2 separate regions of the Canis lupus genome follow, and region 1 is linked to region 2. A link is a contact called in public Hi-C data. All regions are on one chromosome and are shown on one strand. The core of a region is the stretch at or near the end of the contact, and the rest is flanking DNA. Distances in the headings are between cores, read along the strand shown. Region 1 overlaps RFX8 (regulatory factor X8). Region 2 holds the start of MAP4K4 (mitogen-activated protein kinase kinase kinase kinase 4).

Region 1 (5,561 bases), core at 2,448-4,947, 230 kb after region 2:
CACAGGCATGACACAGCAGAAAGGTCACTATGACTAAATTAATATCTCTTAAGAAGAGAACCAGAGGGGATGTGGGGAAATAGTCTGGTGCTAGAAAGGGCCTCGTGCCCTGTGAAGAATTCTGATTGAGAAGGAGGTGGGGGAGCAATGATGCAAGATTGCCATATTGGAGCAGAGAACATTCAGGAGGCTTTGTCATGGTGGTATATGAGGTGGTGTCCAATCTGGAGCAGTGACAATGACATCAGAGAGAAAGATGGACAAATTGGAGAAATATTTCTGAACCAGATGCAGCAGGATTGGATGACTTTGGACAAAGGTGATGAGGGGGTCATCAGAGATGAGCCTGTGATTGCTACCTCATTCAGACCCACCAACCTCAAAGAGCCATGCTCCAAAGTTACCAACCTGACAGTAAAAGAATTAAATAATCCTGCTCATCTCATTATTGTATTTTTTGTTCAGTATCTATGAGTCATTTGGAGATGTCTTCTCTAAAATTAATGCCCCAATAATAGGATTCCAAATCACAGCCTCATCATCAGGTATGTTGAGAGTTGGCCAGAACTTCCTTGACAGCCTATATACAGGAATAGTTCCTTGCCTGGAGTCATTGTTGGGTCCTCACTTCAGGGTTTCAATGCTGCAAAATACTTAAGCCTGCAAAAATCCCAAAAAGGCAAGAGTTTTTCTCAGTTGGCATCTCAGATTGGCCACCTGGTTCAATAATAGAGTCTGAAGAGTCAACAGGGACAAACATAAAGAAAAGTTAGGAAGCTACCATTTTGTTCCACAACAAAAGGTGTCTACCTTTTGTAGTCTTTAAAGAAGGCTCCTATGTAGAATGATACAGGTGCCCTTTTGCTCACACGGTCCTTAGGTGAATTCTAACTTCTTGAGGAGACCTCTTTGATTACATACTGTTACACATCCTTCTGAGCTGACAAATAATTGAGGGAGTCAATCAATCAATGAACATTTATTCTAAACTGTGGTCTATGCCCTGTGGCTCATCCTATTACAATCAAAAGGAGCCCCCTTGTGGTCAGAAACAGCCTTCCTTCCAGAAAACTTCATGAAAAACCATGTTCCACATTATCCCATCCACCTGGCAGTTGCTCACTGATGGATTGCTGGAAAGAACACTTCTAAAATACAGCTTGGAAAAGTTCATAGGCCGAGCTTTACATTAACTGGACTGAAATCCATCCCATTATCATTTAGGGCTGATTAGGTATACAAGAGGGGATCACTTGGAGGTATGTTCTATTGTCTCATCAGGTGGAGGACTTGCTCACTTCCTTCTGGAAATCTCTGCAGCAAGACACAGTCATGCTTATGTCATTGCCCGATGTGTGCCAGCTCTTTAAATACTATGATGTGCAGCTGTACAAGGTAGGATGACATTTACTGGCCTTGCTGGTTTGTGTCCTTTCCAGAAACTGATACCAAATGCTAGGGTTAGAACTGCAGCAATTCTGTTCTGCAGTCTCTGTGGACTTCAGGCCCTCTAAGAAGTAAATCATGGTGTTGACGGAGCATTTTGATCTTTCCCTAAAACTCAGCTTTTCTTTTTAAATTCAGCGAGAGTTACCTCATATAATGAAAAAGCCAATACACATGGTAACCTATGATTCCAGTGGTTAGTGAACCCTGCACTGAGTCAAACTTTCTTTCTCTGGTAATTTCAACAAAAGAAGCCTTTAAAAATGAGTAATTGGAATAATTGCCTTGGAATATACATATGGTTCTTGTTGGGTTTGTTTAATGCTCTATCTCTAAAGTGATTATTGTTACTGGGGAATCTGTTATATATAATTTCTGTGGTTCTCCTCAAGCTGGTCATGAACCTTTACCTCTTACTTATTTTTTAGATTATTTTTTAGAAATAATCTAGTGCCTCAAAGTTTTGAACACAAGGGTTGAAAACTGGAGGCTGGGTTCAACCCTTGTATATTTGGGTTTGATCCACCTACTACTGGTTAAAATAGTATCTCTTCAAATTTTCAATCAATTGTCAATATTTTAAGATCTTTGAAAAAAATCCCATTCTGGCTATATACCCTGCACCATGAGCAGTGGCTAGGGCTGCATGGTAGCTTTCTCTCTGAGTTTGTGGCATGTGTGACTGTGGCCACTTGCAACTAGAGAATGCCTACCTTGGCCCGCAGTCACCACACCTTGACAATTCTGTTGTAGGGCATTGAGGACATTCTCCTTCATGACTTTTTGGAAGATGTATCTATTCAGTACCTGAAATCTGTCCGGTTATTCAGTAAGAAATTTAAGCTGTGGCTACTTAATGCTTTGGAAGGTTTTCCAGCCCTTGTACAGATCTCCAAACTCAAAGGTAGGTTTCAATGAAAGAAAGAAATTCGGTGAGAGTAGGTGAAGTATCTAACTTTCAAACTGAGACAGGTCACTCCAGCTGTTGGGTAACTCTTCCCATCCTGTGCTAAACTGCAGTCCGCAAGGCCTGACCGGTTCGGATTTGCTGGCATTTTCTTTAGGGTGTTGGGTCCTTGTGCTGATCCATCCACACCCTTTCATGGACTGCCCCTTATAAATACTAACGTAGATTTTTGACAGGTCCACAGGGTTATTAGTTAGAGGTGCAGAAAAGGTGCCACTGACTATGGTCCAGGCAGGAGAGAAGCCGGCAGTGCGTCCAGCTGGTGGCTGATGTGTGCCTTCTCAGAGCAGTCCCCTGAGGGCAGCCTTTGGGCTCAGGGGCCATGTTAGCAGGACTGAACAGGGTTCTGGCTCGAAGAGTCTTCTGCCTCTTTGTGCTCTGTGTGGCCTCCCAGCAAGTCTTCAAAGAACATCACTCCCTCCTTAGAAATTCCTCCCTTGGGACACCTGGGTGGCTCAGTGGTTGTGTGTCTGCCTTTGGCTCAGAGTGTGTTCTGGGGTCCTGAGATCGAGTCCCACATAGGGCTCCCTGCATGGAGCCTGCTTCTCCCCCTCCCCGCCCATGTCTCTGCTTCTCTTTCTGTGTCTCTCATGAATAAATAAATAAAATCTTTAGGGTAAAAAAGAAAGAAAGAAATTCTTCCCATGTCCTAAACTTATTCACACCTCTTGGGCCACTGAGACATTCACACTTTGGTGGTCTCAGTCTCCTCGCTCACCTTCTAGAACATGTTCTAGAACATGTTCCCTTCCATCCTACTGCCAGGTGGTAGTCTCTGAATACTACTGCCCCCAGGCTGCTTGTCCACTCAAGGCCTACAATGGCTCACAATGCAAGCACTCACCCTTGTGTGTGTGACATGCTTTATGGTCCTGGAAATACCTCTTTTCTCCCTCCTGCCCTCCACCACCCATAGCTACCTCCAATGCCCTCCCTACCTGGGCCCTTGTCTTCCTGGGCCAGCTTGCTCCGGGCTGACTCAGCATACTGTTTGCTGTCTCCTGGAACAGCACCATATCTCATTGTAACCCACCAGCCTGCACCCTTTGCTGTGTTCAGCACTCACAGGGGAATCTTCATCCTGCAGGACCCCTGGAAGTGCTCCATGGCCGGGCAGGGGCCCTGAGCTGTGAGACTGCCAGCCAAGGACTGGCAGAGAGGGCGCATTGCAAGGAACATGAGGTCTGAAACTTGGTGTGGCAGAGGGTCAAATGAGGAGACAAAGCCCCGCTCCAGCTTTCCTATGGTGACTTCAGCACTCAAGGCCAGTCTCCCTCTGGCCCTCCCCCAAGCTGCCTCAGAGCTTCCTCATTGATCGTCCACACCCCCACCTCCAGCATCGCCCGCTCTGTCACACTTCCCTCTACCCACCGTGATCCTTCTACACAATGTTCTGACTCATGAAACCTTCCATGACCTCTGCTGTCTGGATGGTCCACGCACCTTCACTCACTAGGCAGAGTCATTTACAGCTTGGCCTCTGGCCTCATCTTTGCCCCCAGCCTCCAGGGAGTCCTTCCATGGGTGCTCCCCAGCAACACAACACGGGTTGTCTCCAAAAAGGTCCACATTTCTGCTCCTGTCTCTGCCTAGTCTGCCAAACCCATCCTCATCCCCTGCCTCCCTCCCCTGCCAAGCCCTCACCCCTCCCTAACTCCTACCTTGCACATTCTAAGTGGAGCCACACCTGACACCTTTTTCCAAACAGGCCTCTCCCTTCCCTCTGTACCTCCCCCTTCTTTCCTTCTTCCCCAGGACAGGGGGGCACTTAGCCTGTTCTGAGGAAGGCGTCTGCACATCTGGTGACCCATCCTCAGAAGGTGAGGCCCTCCCTAGAGAGTTGAGGCTGCCCTCCTTTGTCCAACAATCCAGCGAATACCCCGCACACATTTATGGAGCACACACTGCGCCAGTGTCCCTCATAAATATTTGCCAGATGAATACACGCACACACTCCCTTTGTTTCCTCATTTCACCCTTTTCTTGAATCTTTTTTTTTTTTTAAGATTTATTTATTTATTTGAGAGAGAGAGCTGGGGGAAGCACAGAGGGAGAAAGAGAATCCTGAGCAGTCTCCCTGCTGAGCACAGAGTCTGATGCACTGCTCGATCCCAACACCCTGAGATTATGACCTGAGCTGAAACCAAGAGTCAGCCCCTTAACCGACTGAGCCCCCCAGTAGCCCCTCCTTGGGTGAGTTTTGGAGGGGAGCACTGTAGAGAAGACAAAATTGGGGAAACTCGAGCTTCCTGGGCAAAAGTCCTAAACTCCTTTGAGCAGGCACGTCAGATGCTGGGAGTGCATCACCTCCTGGTACAGAGGGGTGGGGGGAGCAGTGTTGTAGTCAAGTGGCCCCCGCCAGCACCTCTTGGCCATTTGGGAAAGGGTCAGTGGGCGGTGGGAAGACCAGGCCTCCCTGTGTGGAGGGCAGTTCAGGCGGCTGTACCTGCCTAGACAAACATGTGTGCCTCGTGTCTGTGCCATGTCCTCGTCCCCACAGTGTCAATAACGGCCATGTGTATTGTTCTCAACAGAAGTTACTGTGTTTGTCAAGAGACTAAGAAGAAAGACATACCTTTCCAACATGGCAAAGGTAGGTTTCAGCCCTCAGGAAGGAGGGAATGAAGCTGTTTCCTGCAGTAAAAAGTGAAAGCTGCTGGTCTCCCCTGAGAGCAGGGGGAGCTCCCTTGGAGGCTGTGTCCATCCATGCGGAGGGCAGAGGCAGACAGGAGGACCTTGCTGGCTACTGATGGGAAGGCACAGTGCACCCCAAACTCAGCTAGAAGCCAATGCCCCTGCTCCCCTCCTGAGAAGGGTTCTCCCTGCAGGAGAAAAAGCAAAAGCAGGTCAACATTCTAAAGTTCCAGAGGAGGACCCCCACAGAAGTGCTGACCAGGGCCAGCCAGTGGCAGAGGTGAAGGGGCATCGTAACAGAGCCTGGGACAGCCAGACAGAGCCCTTCACCCTGTGCGTGGCCCCATGGACTCCGGGTGTCTGGGCCTCCAGGTCTCTCAGCTCTGACCTTTCCCCTCCCAGGTTATTTATGTAGCGTCAGTGTTAGAGGAAGGCAGAGAAGGGCTGAAAGAAAGGTTATATAATGCCGGCGTTTGGCCCCTCAGCTGCCTGTTCTGAAATCCTGTGACACTAG
Region 2 (5,005 bases), core at 662-3,161:
TACAGAAGCCCAGGCCAGGGGAAGTCGGGGCTGGGGAGAGACGTTCAAGCGACAGATAAACCCTATTCATAAAGCGTAAGAGAGACAATAGGATCCACACTTAATTTGGCCTAAGAAAATGTCTACAGTCAGCTTCCAACCCCCCTCCCTCCATCTTCAATGAGACAATGACAGTTCTTCATGGTGAACCACAAAGCCTTGCTTCATAAGATATTTTCCTCTAGCCGGACCTTGTATCCACTCTAACAGCTAGAAAACACCCCCAGTGCAGATTACTTTTAGCAAACCTTTAGTAATAAGGAATAAATCAGGACAGGGGAAATCTAACATTCTGTTTCAAATTTTCAAGGCCTGTGCCTCCATTACCTACAGCTCTTTCAAGAAGCTCTACAATGTGCACTGAACAAAACGAACCGCACTGTTAGTCACATCAGGTGTCAGCTACTCAGAGGAGACTCATAGTCTCCAGATTTGTTAGTTTCACTTGGGGGGTGGGGGGGGGGGGGAGTCGGGGTTAAACAAAAAAAAGAGAGAGAGAGAGAGAAGGGCCTGGGGTGGGTGTGAAATCCGGGCATCCTCTTGAGCTCTCCCTCATCTCTGTTTCAATTACACACCTGTCAAACAGGTTATTCCTGGAATTCAGATTTTATAATCCTCATGCTGTAATCCTTCCTGCTCCTGGTGCCCGAACACACACCCCTCTCTGCTTCCCCAAAATATGTATGTATGCATCCGTAGAACGTAGGAGAGAGAGTTAAGAAGCAAGCAGTCCCAGGTAACACCGAACTCCTCACCTTGAGCACTTGGCAAACATCAAAACGAGGCAACATGATGACAATTTTCAAGAAGGCCAAGGCAGTGGTTTAAGATAATCATAGGCCAGGCCTGCCTATACTGAATTTTAATTAACACACACAAACTCAAGAGGGCCGGAACTGGGGAAAACGAAAAGAATTAAAGTTGCCTTGACGGGGAGAAGAAGAAAAAAAAAAAAAAAAATGTTTTCCCATCTTACTGGAGAAAAGTGCATGCCTAAGAGTGTAGCTTATTTCCTTATCTCAAAGCCAGGAAATGAGTGAGGTCCTTTCAGGCCAGCCTGAATATAAACTCTTGTTTAAAAACAAGAGGGACTGCAGGGCGAAACCCCTTTCCCCACTTCGGCCGAGCGGCGTGGCCTGCAGTCGGCGGCGTGTTTACCAGCCGTCTGCTCGTTCCCCCAACCAGAAGTTTCAACGTGCCACGGGAAACAAAGACGGAGGCTCGCACCGACCTTATAGACTTGTCCGTAGGTGCCATTTCCAACCACTTCCACCAGCTCAAAAATCCCAGCAGGATCCTGGTGAAGAGGAGGGGAGGGGTGAGAATTTTAAAAGCAGCACAACAATGAATAAATAGAGCGGGGCGGCGGGAGAGAACGGGCGACGGCACACCCGGCGGGCTTGGCCCCGCGCGGTCCCCCAGCGCCCGAGGGCCGCGCCCGGGGCGCGGGGGGCGCGGGGGCCGCGGGGGCCGCGGAGGGTCGCGGAGGGTCGCGCCCCGCCGCCCCGCACTCGCCGACGCAGGCAGACAAAGGGGCCGCCGCGCCCGCGGCTGTGCCGGCCGCTGCGCCCGAGAGCCCGAGCGCCCGAGCGCCCGAGCGCCCGGCGGGCAGGGCGCGGCCCCTGCTCCCCGCTCCCCGCTCCCGGCGCGCCCGTGGGGGGCTCGTCGTGGCCACTCACCCGCAGGGAGGAGAGGTCGATGTCCACCAGACTTTTTGCAGGGGAGTCGTTCGCCATTTTCCCTTTTTGCCACCAGACGAAACAGTACCAGTAGATCTCTCCGCCTGCCTATCTCTTCCCGCCGCAGGCCAGGCCGCCGACGGCGCCTCCTCGCTCGGGAGCGGGCGGCCGGACTCCGCCCGGAGAGGCCGCGGGCAGCGGCGGCGGCGGCGGCGGCGGCGGGCTGGCGGCTGTCGGCCGGCCCGGGCCGCGCGCGGAGGGCGGACGGAGCGTGCGCGGGGCGGCGGCGGCGCTCACACCATGGCGCGGGGCGGCCGTCAGGCCCCCGGGCGTCGCCCGCGCCTCAGGCCCCGCGCCCGCGCCCCGCGCCGCGCGCCTGGAGGACGGGCCCGGAGCGTGGGGCCGCGGCGCCGCCGAGAGTTGAGCGAGTGAGCGCGAGGCAGCGAGACAAAGATAACCCGGGGGGCGGGGGCGGGGGCGGGGGCGGGGGCGGGGAGGGGGGCGGGGAGGGAGGGGGCGGCGGCGCGGGAGGAGGAGAAACGGGACACCGAAAATATATTCTGAGGAGGGAGAACGCGGCTCCCCCGCGCCCTCCCCGGCAGGAAAAGCGAGCGGAAACGCTCCCAGCCCGAGCCCCGCCGGGGAGGGCGCGGGGCGAGCCGCCCGCGCGGCGTGAATATTCAGCAGGGGTGCGGCCCGAACAATGGCCGGCCGGCGGGCGGCGCGCACCGCGGCCGGGGCGGGGAGGAGGCGCCCCGGGACTCCCCCCGAGGTGCCGGCGCCGAGGAAACGCCCCATCTCGCGCTAACAATACACGGAGCCGCAGGGACGCGGCCCCCGGCCGCAGACGCGCGGAGGCGCACCGGCCCCGGCGTCGCGGGGGCGCGAAGGGGGGTCGCCCCGGGCCCCCTGCCCCTGCCCCTTCCCCTTCCCCTCCCCTCCCCTCCCCCACCTCCGGATGGGTTCTCTACCCCCCCCCCCCGACCCTCATTTCCGGTTTCCTCACACGGTTCTCGTTTCCTATCTTGCAGGCGACGTTTGTGACAGGCGTGTAGGTGCGGCGTCCCCTGAGCATCACCTGGCCGCGGGTCCCGAGGCTCTCCGTGGGAACCGAGCCCAGAACAGCCCCTCTGAGCGCCTGGCACTGCCTTCCTTACCGCGCTCGGGAGGTGAGCCCTGTGGGGGGGGCCCCAAGTGCTAACCCCCGTTTTGTGCCTACAGATCATTAAGGATCGATATAAACAGGCTTCAGCCAGCAACTTCGGAAGCTCGTCGGTAGGTGGGCAGTTTGATCCTGTTAAATAGGGATGAATATATTGTGTGTGCACCACCCATCATTTTTATCACATCGCTCCACAAAAAACTTTGAACGGCTCCCTGTTACCTCGCGGCAGGTTCTTTCTCCAACCTGCGTGCGTCAGAATCACCGGGAGGGATTGTAAAAGCGCCGGTGGCTGACCCCCCACCTCCGGAGTCCAGCAGGTCTGGGAGAGTAGGCCCGAGAGTATGCATTTCTCACAAGCTGTCGGATGATGCAAATATTGCTGTTACAGGGATCACACTTGGAGAACAAGGGCCCTCCTTACAGGATGAAAATCTAAGGCCCTTCACAACTGGGCTTCACAGACACCAGCGTCGTCATCATCTAGCGGTTCTTGCTTAATGTACAGCACCCAATTTAACCTGTCTTGTACCCCCTTGTGTATTAGTATCCACATTTTAAGGATGAGGAAACCAAAGCACTGAAACATAAGGAATGTGCCTAAATTCCTTAAAAGCACAGCCTGGAAGTAGAACAGGGATTATCACTGGGTCAGCCTACTCCAAAAATCCAAGACTCCCATTCATCCGAGTTAATCTTTTACCCAGGAAACGTTTAGCACTCTCCTGCCTCTCAACGGTTCGGTTTCCAAAATTTTCAACTATGAGAATCCCTTGTAAGGGACTTCTGGAATTCTTTGATTAGGAAAATCATAGTAACCAAAGTGTTGGCTGCGAATTTAGTAGTACTTTTAAATGATTTTGTTTTTTTTTTAATGTATTCACAGCAATGGCGTCATCTGTGAGGGTAAATCGTTTACTCAGATTGGCGAGCATGTGAAATTTCAGGCCATGTTACTACGATTAGTATTTTAGTAGTATTTATTTTTTTAAAAGATTGTATTTATTTATTCATGAGAGACACAGAGAAAGAGGCAGAGACATAGGCAGAGGGAGAAGCAGGATCCATGCAGGGAGCCCAATGTGGGACTCAATCCCAGGACCCCAGGATCACGACCTGGGCTGAAGGCAGACGCTTAACTGCTGAGCCACCCAGGTGTCCCAAGTATTTATAATTAATAATAGATAACACATATTAGACCCAGACAATGTGCTAAGTCCTTTATACACATTATTTCATTATTATTCATTAACCCCAAATGATAAGTACTCTTATTTTTCCCACTTTACACATTGAGAAACCAATGTATAAAGAAGATAATTGGAACACCTGGATGGCTCAGTGGTTGAGCATCTGCCTTGGGCTCAGGTCATGATCCTGGGGTCCTGGGATTGAGTCCCACATCGGGCTCCCCACGGGGACCCGGCTTCTCCCTCTGCCTGTGTCTCTCATGAGTAAATAAATAAAAAATAAAAATAAAATAAAGAAGATAATTGACTTGTTTGTGCATAGCTGAACCCAATGCAGAAACTCAGTACCACCCCCCCGCCCCGCCACGTAAGCCAACCTCCCTCCACAGGTTCACTCATGGTTTTGAAGCCCACCTCAGACCACCCCCTTCTTCTTTGCCCAGCCAGATTCTCCATCATCTCAAGCTCAACTCAGAAACCAACTGTTCCTTCTCTTAAAAGCTTTCTCTGAATCGCTCTCTCCTAAACTGCTCTTTTCCATGTCACCATTGTGACGGTTACTTCTCATTTTTAATTCAGGACCTTTCCTTGAAGTGCCTTACCCAGCACACGGCACTGGCTTAGCCATTGCCTGAGATATAAGGAAAATGAAGCCAGCTACTCTCAAAGAGCTTACAATTTGATAATGGGATAAGACAGTCTCATAAATATCTATAGTTAAAAACAGACCATTATAAATTTTAGTTGTATAGGAAGAACATTAAACAGGTCTAGTGGACCTGGGTGACTCAGTTGATTAACTTCCTCTCTGCCACTCCCCATCCCCACACTCATATTCTCTCTCTCACTCTCTCTAAAATAAATAAAATCTTTAAAAATCATTTGGAAAGTATGCCCAATTTGAGGCAAAACTGCACTAGGTTTGAACCTAGTTC

Evidence for each region. Hi-C and Micro-C count contacts between places; a contact is called where the count stands out from the background.
Region 1: a contact with region 2 is called in a Hi-C map of blood, with 2.3 times the contacts expected there. The contact joins the enhancer-like site here to the promoter of MAP4K4 in region 2. A contact is called at or near these places in 2 of 9 Hi-C or Micro-C datasets (amygdala and blood).

The regions. Positions count from the first base shown.
Region 1 is chr10:42,555,309-42,560,869 of UU_Cfam_GSD_1.0, forward strand. RFX8 (regulatory factor X8) reads left to right here. Exons shown (of 11, transcript NM_001270887.1): 4 at 1,282-1,395; 5 at 2,200-2,350; 6 at 4,948-5,006. Among named protein-coding and RNA genes, the nearest start is that of CREG2, 37 kb to the right of the region's middle. Within about 2 kb of position 3,698, at least 4 of the 20 cell types and tissues checked have an H3K27ac peak or open chromatin away from gene starts, as enhancers often do. A contact at or near this core is called in blood, where this site is marked.
Region 2 is chr10:42,329,909-42,334,913 of UU_Cfam_GSD_1.0, forward strand. MAP4K4 (mitogen-activated protein kinase kinase kinase kinase 4) reads right to left here and starts at 1,912. Exons shown (of 32, transcript XM_038550934.1): 1 at 1,719-1,912; 2 at 1,271-1,336. The coding sequence starts at 1,775.